Regions from separate parts of the Gossypium hirsutum genome. Here regions 2 and 3 are each linked to region 1. The links are chromatin contacts, called in public Hi-C maps. All regions are on one chromosome and are shown on one strand. Each heading gives the region's core, a stretch centred on a gene start, on an enhancer-like site or on the middle of the called end of the contact. The rest is flanking DNA. Distances are from core to core; before and after follow the strand shown.

The links. Hi-C and Micro-C count contacts between places; a contact is called where the count stands out from the background.
Region 2: a contact with region 1 is called in a Hi-C map of leaf, with 2.1 times the contacts expected there. The contact joins the promoter of LOC107901919 here to the promoter of LOC107901902 in region 1. A contact is called at or near these places in 3 of 34 Hi-C or Micro-C datasets (all in leaf).
Region 3: a contact with region 1 is called in a Hi-C map of seedling, with 4 times the contacts expected there. The contact joins the promoter of LOC107901940 here to the promoter of LOC107901902 in region 1. A contact is called at or near these places in 2 of 34 Hi-C or Micro-C datasets (leaf and seedling).

What each region holds. Positions count from the first base shown.
Region 1 is chrA11:57,096,891-57,099,976 of Gossypium_hirsutum_v2.1, forward strand. It overlaps LOC107901902 (organellar oligopeptidase A, chloroplastic/mitochondrial), which reads left to right and starts at 1,448. Exons shown (of 17, transcript XM_016828077.2): 1 at 1,448-1,743; 2 at 1,972-2,139; 3 at 2,568-2,691; 4 at 2,866-2,942. The coding sequence starts at 1,612.
Region 2 is chrA11:57,284,175-57,286,997 of Gossypium_hirsutum_v2.1, forward strand. LOC107901919 (heat shock 70 kDa protein, mitochondrial) reads left to right here and starts at 1,439. Exons shown (of 6, transcript XM_041081994.1): 1 at 1,439-1,590; 2 at 2,146-2,219; 3 at 2,297-2,375; 4 at 2,498-2,823. The coding sequence starts at 1,528.
Region 3 is chrA11:57,352,703-57,355,640 of Gossypium_hirsutum_v2.1, forward strand. LOC107901940 (probable beta-D-xylosidase 6) reads right to left here and starts at 1,538. Exons shown (of 6, transcript XM_016828126.2): 1 at 627-1,538; 2 at 116-282; 3 at 1-30. The coding sequence starts at 1,379.

The DNA of each region.
Region 1 (3,086 bases), core at 198-2,697:
TACTTATCACTCACAGCTACAACCCTCCGATAACCTTTCAATTAACAGTCCAACAGCGCCCTTGCTTTTGCCTTTTGCCTAATATCTTAGCATATCAACAACCCAACCAGCATTTGCATCACGCAAAACACCACCAATGGCTGAAATGCCTGAACCAATAATTGAGTTTAATCCATCCATCTCCATTGGTACGCCAACGTGGAATTAATAGCTCCCGGTTGAGATAAGCTTCTTGTTCAAGACAAACTCCTCACTGAAACCTCTTTGCAGCTACTATTCTCTTCTTTAAAAATAAAAGCATTGCGCTTTTTCTATAAGAAACACTAACAAACAATAAGAAATAATGAGCACCAATTGGTTCCCTAAATGCTCAAATCTCCAATGTTATTTTAGTATTATTTTTTAAATTATATGAAAAGTTTCAAAATAATTTATCATGGTAATTTTATATACTAACGAATATAAAATTTTTAAAATTTTCAATAATATATTATCTATACTAAAAGGAAGACACCCGCCCTTACTCTTTTTTTTTACATTATTAACAATAATGATAAATTTTCAATGGTGGTCCCTCTACTTTTTAGTTACAAAATGGTCAAATCTCAATTTCAGTCCTTTGACACCTGTCCTTTTTTTTCATTACTAACAATAATGGTTAAATTTCAATTGTAGTCCTCTACTTTTTAATTATACAAAAATGTTCAAATTTAATGTTTGATATTTATATTTTAATTTTATACATAATTTGGTACTTCGATGTTTATAATGCCATTAGTTAGTCTAAACATTTTATTCTAAATTAAAAAGCCGACGTAAATTTAAAGAATTGTTAACATTGTTAAAGTTTTTTTTTGTTAAATTCAAGTCCATTGCAACACCATTTTTGTGACTTGAGTATCGAATTAGTATATTTTTTATTATTATTTTAGAATGTCACACCAGAAAATTTAATATAATAATTTTAATGGTGTTAATATTGGACCTGAATTTTTAAATTTAAAAAATAAAAAGACTAAATTCTTAAAAATAAAAATATGAAGATTAAATTCTAAAAAGGCAAAGATTACATAAACTTGAAATATAATCTAAAAACAATTAACCTAATGCTAAGCATGAAGCATAACATACCAATTTTTATTTTAAAATAAGATCATCATTTAAACCTATTATTTGCATTTTCCTTAAATTAATAAATTAAGACACAAAACTATTACATTTCTATTTTACTATTATCGAATTTTCATTAAATCCTACTTTATTCCATCCTAATAATATCTTTTAGTTTTTTCTCATTTTTTTTTAAAAATTTTTCCAATGCCCCTAATGGTTAGGATGCAATTTTCCTAAGAGATCAAATTGGGCCATGCCCCCTTGTTTGGGCTTTCAGTCTAACCTCTTGGCCTTTTAGCCATTTTAATAAATAAAAGAATCACCTTTTCTCTTCATCTTCTCCCCATTTACCCCAGAGTTTGTGCTTTAGTTTCCACATTTCTCCTTGCTGTTCATATTCTTTCTCCATCTGTCCCCGTCTCAAGTTTTCATCACTCTTCTCATTCTCTATCTGCCTCTTATTTGTTTTCTGCTTGCTCTTTTCTCTCTCTTCCTTCAATGGCTTCTTCAGCTTCTGTTGATGACAACATTGAGTCTAATCCTCTCTTGCAAGATTTTGACTTTCCTCCTTTTGATTTTGTTGAAGCCAAGCATGTTAGGCCTGGGATTCGTGCCTTGTTGAAGAAACTCGTATGCCCTTTTGATCTTTTGGACTGTTTCCGATTCTGACTTTTGAGTTTCTTTTTTTTAGTGCTCGGTATCTTTTTTATTTTTTATTTTTTTGGATCATTCACTGGCCTTGTTTGAAAATTCAAAATTTTGGTTGTTCTGATCTTTTCTTTGTGGAGATCATGTTTTGGTATATGGGTTTTTTGGATTTTTGTATATGGTTTTGATATAATTATGTTTGTTGAGTAGGAGAGTGATTTGGATGAATTGGAGAAGACAGTAGAGCCTTCGTGGCCGAAGTTGGTGGAGCCATTGGAAAAGATTGTTGATCGGTTGACTGTTGTGTGGGGAATAGTTAATCATCTTAAGGCTGTTAAAGATACAGCTGAGCTCCGTGCTGCCATTGAAGAAGTCCAGGTACATTCTTGTTGTTGTGTTCTTTTTTAACAGATAGCTCAATTATTCAATGTACAATATGTATAAGAATTTCATTAAGAAAATTGTGTAGGAATCTTGGGGTGAAATCTTCAAAATATTTAGCATGAATCTTTTAGACATCTATTATCTATCACGTTCTTCCCTTAGATGAAGTCATGATTTTTATGTTTATGATTTTATTTTTTTTGGCATAACTCATGATATAGGCTCACATGATATACTAGGCGCTTAGTTTGTTTTCTAGAGACTCCAGAATAGTGGTATTCTTATTTCTTTTCAAGCAAATTGATTGGAAGTCTTGTTCAAATCAATCCTATTGTTTCTGTACCTTAGTTAAATATGCGGTACTGTGTAGTCTCTTTTAAACCAACTTTTTGGCCCTTATTATGCTTAGTTTTTCTTTACAGCCAGAAAAAGTGAAGTTCCAACTAAGAGTTGGACAAAGTAAACCCATCTACAATGCATTCAAGGCTATTCAAGAATCTCCTGATTGGAAATCACTAAATGAAGCTCGCAAACGTATTGTGGAAAGTAAGAATCTTTATTTATATATCTATATGTCAAATAAGTTAGGGAATTGTTGTTCCTATTTCATTTTGGTGTAATTGACTGCTAAAGTGTAATTTATTTGTTTTTGCTCCGTTCCTTTTAATTTCTATCAGTGTTAGACCCAATAAATCTTTTTATTTCTGTAAACGTGTGCAGCCCAGATTAAGGAAGCTGTTCTTAATGGTGTTTCACTTGAAGACGATAAACGAGAACAGTTTAACAAAATTGAACAGGTTTGTTAATATTTAGTTTTGAAGTTAAACAGAAATTTACTAGGTGTCATAATACCTTACTATTGTTATCTTTTGAAGCCAATTTCTGTGCCAAGTAAAACAAGGAGCAAGTAGTTAACAGTAGTTCCTTTTGAAGTTCTTGGT
Region 2 (2,823 bases), core at 189-2,688, 190 kb after region 1:
ATAAAGACATTTTCTATCCTCAAGAAAATGATAAAGATTTTCTTGGTCCTGAAGTACCATATTTAAGTGCTATTGGTGCATTGATGTATCTTGCTAGTTATACACGACCAGATATATCATTTGCTATCAAATTATTAGTAAGATTTAGCTTTTGTCCAACCCGAAGTCATTGGAATAGGGTCAAGCATATTTTTCATTATCTTCAAGGTACAAGAGATATGCGTTTATTTTTCCCTAACCTACCCAAAACATAATTGGTTGGATTTGCAAATGTAGGGTACTTACTAATCCTCATAATGCTCAATTATAAACTGGTTATGTTTGCACATATAGTGGTACTGCAATTTCTTGGCGTTCTATGTAACAAACAATTGTTGTTATTTTTTCTAATCATGTTGAAATTTTTGCAATCCATGAGGCTAATCGTGAATGTGTGTGGCTAAGGTCTGTAATTCATCACATATGAAAAAATTGTGGTTTATGCTCTGAAAAAAAAGCTCTAACAGTCTTATATGAAGATAATATAACTTGCATTACACAACTTAATGAGGGATAAATTAAGGGTGATAGAATAAAACATATATCACCAAAAATTTTCTTCACTAATAATCTACAAAAGAATGGAGATATAAATGTTCAATAGATTCGTTCAAGTGAGAATTTAGCAGATCTTTTTACTAAGGATCTCCCTACTGCCACATTTGAGAAGTTAATTTTCAACATTTGATTGCGTTGTCTCAAAGATCCTAAATGATACTTACATGAGGGGGAGTAAATTTACACTACATTTTTTTTTGTTGTGATATACAATGTATCAAATGATTATATACTCTTTTTCCTAATAAGGTTTTTAATTAGGCATATTATTTATACAATGAACATTCAAGGGGTGTTTTGAATGCTATTAAGTGGATGTTCAACCTTTCACTTTTCATCGCCCTCAACCTTCCACCTTTCATCTTCTTTAACCTTAAACATTTCATCTTCACATTTCATCTTCTTGTAACTAATTTCCTATTTATGTATTAGAATATGAAGAGTCTAATCTCCCTATATATAGAGAGAGAAATATACTACTTGTACATATGATGAAAAATATAGAATGCAATAGAAATCCACATATTCATCTTTTATATATTATTTTTGTTTATAATACATATATCATAATAAAATATATATTAATAGTTAAAATACTAAATTAAATATTTTCAAAATATAAATATCATATTAAACATTTTATTAAGTATTTCACTAAATAAAAAACCCCTAAAGATATTGAGGGATTAGTTTTGCTCATATTTCTTGTTGCCCACGATCCCTAACTTTTGAACGTTGACATATTCTAATCGTATTCTTATTTTACCCTTCCAAGCCCACCAACGGAACCGTCCTTCTCAAAATTAGGCAAGGGTAAAACAGTCATTCAATCACAAATCCCTTAATGTTAAATAAAGCCCACCAATCAGATTTGCTAAAACCCTAGCACAGCCTTTTAAACCCTACGGTCTTCATCATCTTGCTCTTACCATGGCTGCTTCTGTTCTCCGCCGTGCTTTACAGCGCCGTGAGCTTCACTCCGCTTGCAGATCCGTAAGTTTCTCTTTATCTTGGGTCTTTTGCGTTTTCCTGTCTTTGTTGCTTTTTGGTTGATGTGATTTATTTTTTTCCATTTTCTTTTTCTTTCATGTTAACTCATTTTAGAACTCTGTAATAACTTGATTCCTCTATTTCTGGGGAACATGGTCGAGTCTTTGCCCGCTTTTTTCGTTTGTTTAAAGGCCAAAGATTTTATGTTGCAATACCATCAATGGAGTTTTTTTTTCTCATTTCTTTCATTTCTCTCATCTTTTTGGGTCTTAGCCTAGCCTTTTGATCAAATTATATCAACTATATAAAATAAAAAGCTTTTAGGACTTATTTTGGGTTTAAGTTAAACTTCGATTGGTTCATCATTAGTTAGGCAACAGCTGTTGAATTGTTATAATTGCTGATTACAATGTGTTTGTGGTTATGAAAGATTCTGGGTTTACCTTTACTTAAAGAAATTGAAATATTGTTGTTTCGTTTCTTTCTGATGAGATATTGCTGGTGGACTTTTTGTAATTGGCCACTGAAGCTTACTAGTGTTTCTTATTCTTAATATAGTTGACTGGAAATGCAAAGACATCCTTGGCTAGGTCTCCACTGGTCAAATGGGCATCCTTGGCAAGATCCTTCAGGTATTCTTAAATATCTTCAAAACATTATCAAATCTCAGTGGCTAATTATTTGCTAAGATGTTATTCCTGCATTACAGCTCAAGACCTGTTGGTAATGATGTTATTGGTATTGACCTGGGTACAACCAACTCATGTGTATCAGTTATGGAGGGAAAGGTAGATTATTCTTCCTGACTAATATTATTGATCTTTGTTGAAGTATATATTTTGGATTTCTTTTTGTGAAAATGGGAACTATTTTATTCAGATTGTTCAAGTCCTTTGTATGTATTCTGCAGAATCCTAGGGTAATTGAGAATGCTGAAGGAGCTAGAACCACACCATCTGTGGTTGCCTTCAACCAGCAGGGGGAGCTAATTGTTGGAACACCAGCCAAACGGCAGGCTGTGACCAACCCAACAAACACATTTTTTGGAACAAAACGTCTGATTGGGAGACGTTTTGATGATGCTCAGACACAGAAAGAAATGAAGATGGTACCTTACAAGATAGTTAGAGCTCCCAATGGGGATGCCTGGCTTGAAGCCAATGGAAAAACTTATTCCCCGAGCCAGATTGGTGCATTTGTTCTAACAAAGATGAAGGAAACCGCAGAAGCATACCT
Region 3 (2,938 bases), core at 288-2,787, 260 kb after region 1:
GCCACAGCATCACAATCTGAGGTGATGTATCTGATTTATGCCACAGAAAAACCAATCAAAGTTGAATTTCAAAATTTGCATCCATCAATGTATAAGCAACTCCTAATTTTTTTACCCTTTGAAGCCCCATTCATTTCGAGCTTTTTGTAAAAGATCTCCCTGCGCACAAACTGGCACCCCATTAACTGCATTGTAGGAACACATCAAGCAACTTGCCTTGCCTTGTTGGATACAACTACGAAAGGGTGGTTCATATGTATCCTCCATATCTTGCTTTGTGACCTTCAATACAGATAAAGCATGTATTTATTAGCAGACTGCCTAATTGACTTCAAAAGGAGGCTTACCACAAGTCACACCAAACTATTGGTTTAGAACCATAAATAAATATATAAATTAATTTAAAAAATGCCAAATTTGATTTAAATTGACAAACAGTCGGACTGCAAAATTTCTTATCAGCACTAAATATGCATTGAATAAGAAACTTATTTACAGAGATAAAAAAAATGAACTGAAATGGCTAATACAGAGTTACACACTGAAGAAAAAGACGATTCAAATGTGAAATGTGGTCAGAAACATGAAAACACCACAAGGACAATATGTAAAAAGGAAGACTTTACCACGGCATTGAAGGAGTATCGACTGAAATTCTTCCACTTCTCCAAGTCATAAGCAATGAAATGCTTGCAACAAGCAGAATTCATAAGTCTATCACCACTCTCATCATCATTATATCCTCCAAGTGCCCTCTTTCTCTCAAACCTATCTATGAGTTCTCCACTAGCCTTCCAGGACCCACCCTGGAAGCCCTTTACAAATTGGATAGCATAAGCTGAAACAACCAAGGGATCCTCGCCAGGAGTCTCCTGCCCTCTTCCCCATCTGGGATCCCTAAAAATATTAATATTTGGTGCCCAAAAAGTCAAACCAGCTTGTCCAACATTATGCATGGCTTTAGCTTCAATACCTATGGCCAACCCAATCTTGAACCAAAGGGTTCTATTGAAAGAAGCAGCAGTGACAAGAACCTGGGGGAAACTGGTTGCTGCTTTAACATAACCATTAAAGTTAACTCCAGGGCCATTACTGGCAAGCCCATGAAGTGACTCTGACCACCATTCGTAAGGAGGAATTCCAAGTCTTGGGATCCCTGAAGCATTGTTGGAGAGTTGATAGATCTTTTCTTCAAGTGTGAGCAGAGAAATGAGAGATTGAGCTCTGTCTGTGATAGACAGGGAAGTGTTGCAGAAGGGGTAAGAGTTAAAGTGGGGAGGCTGGCATGGGAATTGTGGGTTTGGGTCTGATGATGAGATTGAAATCAGTAAAGCTAAAAGTTGTAAGATGAAGAACAGGGATTTTAGTTGCAGAGACATGATGAGATGATGGAGGGTGCCGCTTTGGTAGTCACCTTATTACTGGTCGGTAGGTTTAAGCGGACCGTGATTAGGAATTGACGCCATTATCAGATAGATTTGGAGAAAGATTGAATAGGAAATGATGAAATTATTAGATTATGCATTTATTTAAGAGAATCCAACTTGCAATTGTTTAGATTTATTTCCAATATGTTAAACCCCGGATTAACCCTTTGGTGAAGATGAAGTTCTGTTAACCTATGAACCCAAAAATCATATTAAACTAATTGAGCCTTGAAAGCCCACTATTTGATCGCACCAATCAAGTTTTTAAACCTCCTCCAAACATGGGTTTTGAAATCTACATACAAATTTCAGCCAGCCCAAATAGAAAAGTTAAATTTAGAAGTACTACTTTTCCTTATTTAAAATTTTCGTCTAATCATTAATACCATTAATACATTTTGCCAAATTTTTCCGACTTAAGATATTGATTAAACTGCTTTCCTATAATGTGTATATACTATGATAAATATTAAATATACTAAATTGATAAATTTTAAAAAAAAATGTGAATACTTATTGAATTAAAATTTTAAATTTAAAAAAGTAAGAATGTTCGAAAAGTACAAAAAAGTTACTGCAGCATATTCTAATTTTTGTAATTCAGTTTGAAAAGTATGATAACTGAACTTGGAAGAGTTTCAAATTCATTTAAGTTGTGTTTGGTTGGATAAAAAAAATGAAGAAATAAGATAGAGGTGATCATGGACTAGATTGGGCCTAAACATAGTATTATTATATTTTATATTTGTCAAAATTTGGTCCAACTAGAAATCTGAGCATAAAATTTTGTCCAAACTCGTTTATAGTTGCAAAAGATTAACTAAAACCTATTTTAAGCTCGCTTATATTATTTTTTAATATTTTTAAAATATATATTGTTTTATTTTAATATTTAATAATTTTATACATTTTTTATTTATTGAAAATTTTTCTATAATCATCTTGCCATTTTTTTTAATGTTTACATTAGAATAGTATTATATATTTAGTATAGGTTTGTTGTTTTAATGTGTTCTAAATTACATAATATATAAAAATAACATAATATAAAATATTATAAACTTAAAACAGGTCAAGCTCGGACTTTGAATGTTCAAGCTCGAGCCTGACCTATATTTTAAACGGGCTAATATTTTTTTACCCAAACCTATTTTTTGGGCTTGATATTTTTGCCTAAACCCTCTCGAAGTTTGGGCGAACCTCCAGAATAGGACAAGTAACTCGACTCATGAACAGGTCTAGAATGAGAAGAGTGAATGAAAAAAGTGGAAAGAAAATAAATTTTAAATGTGCTTAGTAGGAAAAAATTAAGAGGAAAGAAAATAGGATGAATAATCACTTCGATCTTGATGCATAAAAAATCAATCAATGAGAGAAAATAAAAAAGAAATGTATATTAATTTAAAACTATTCATATTCGAATGTTTTACTTTTTTTTTTTTCATTTTTCAATTCTACCAAGTAATGAATAAAAAAGAAAAATGATATTTTCTATCCTTTTTAGTTTTCTT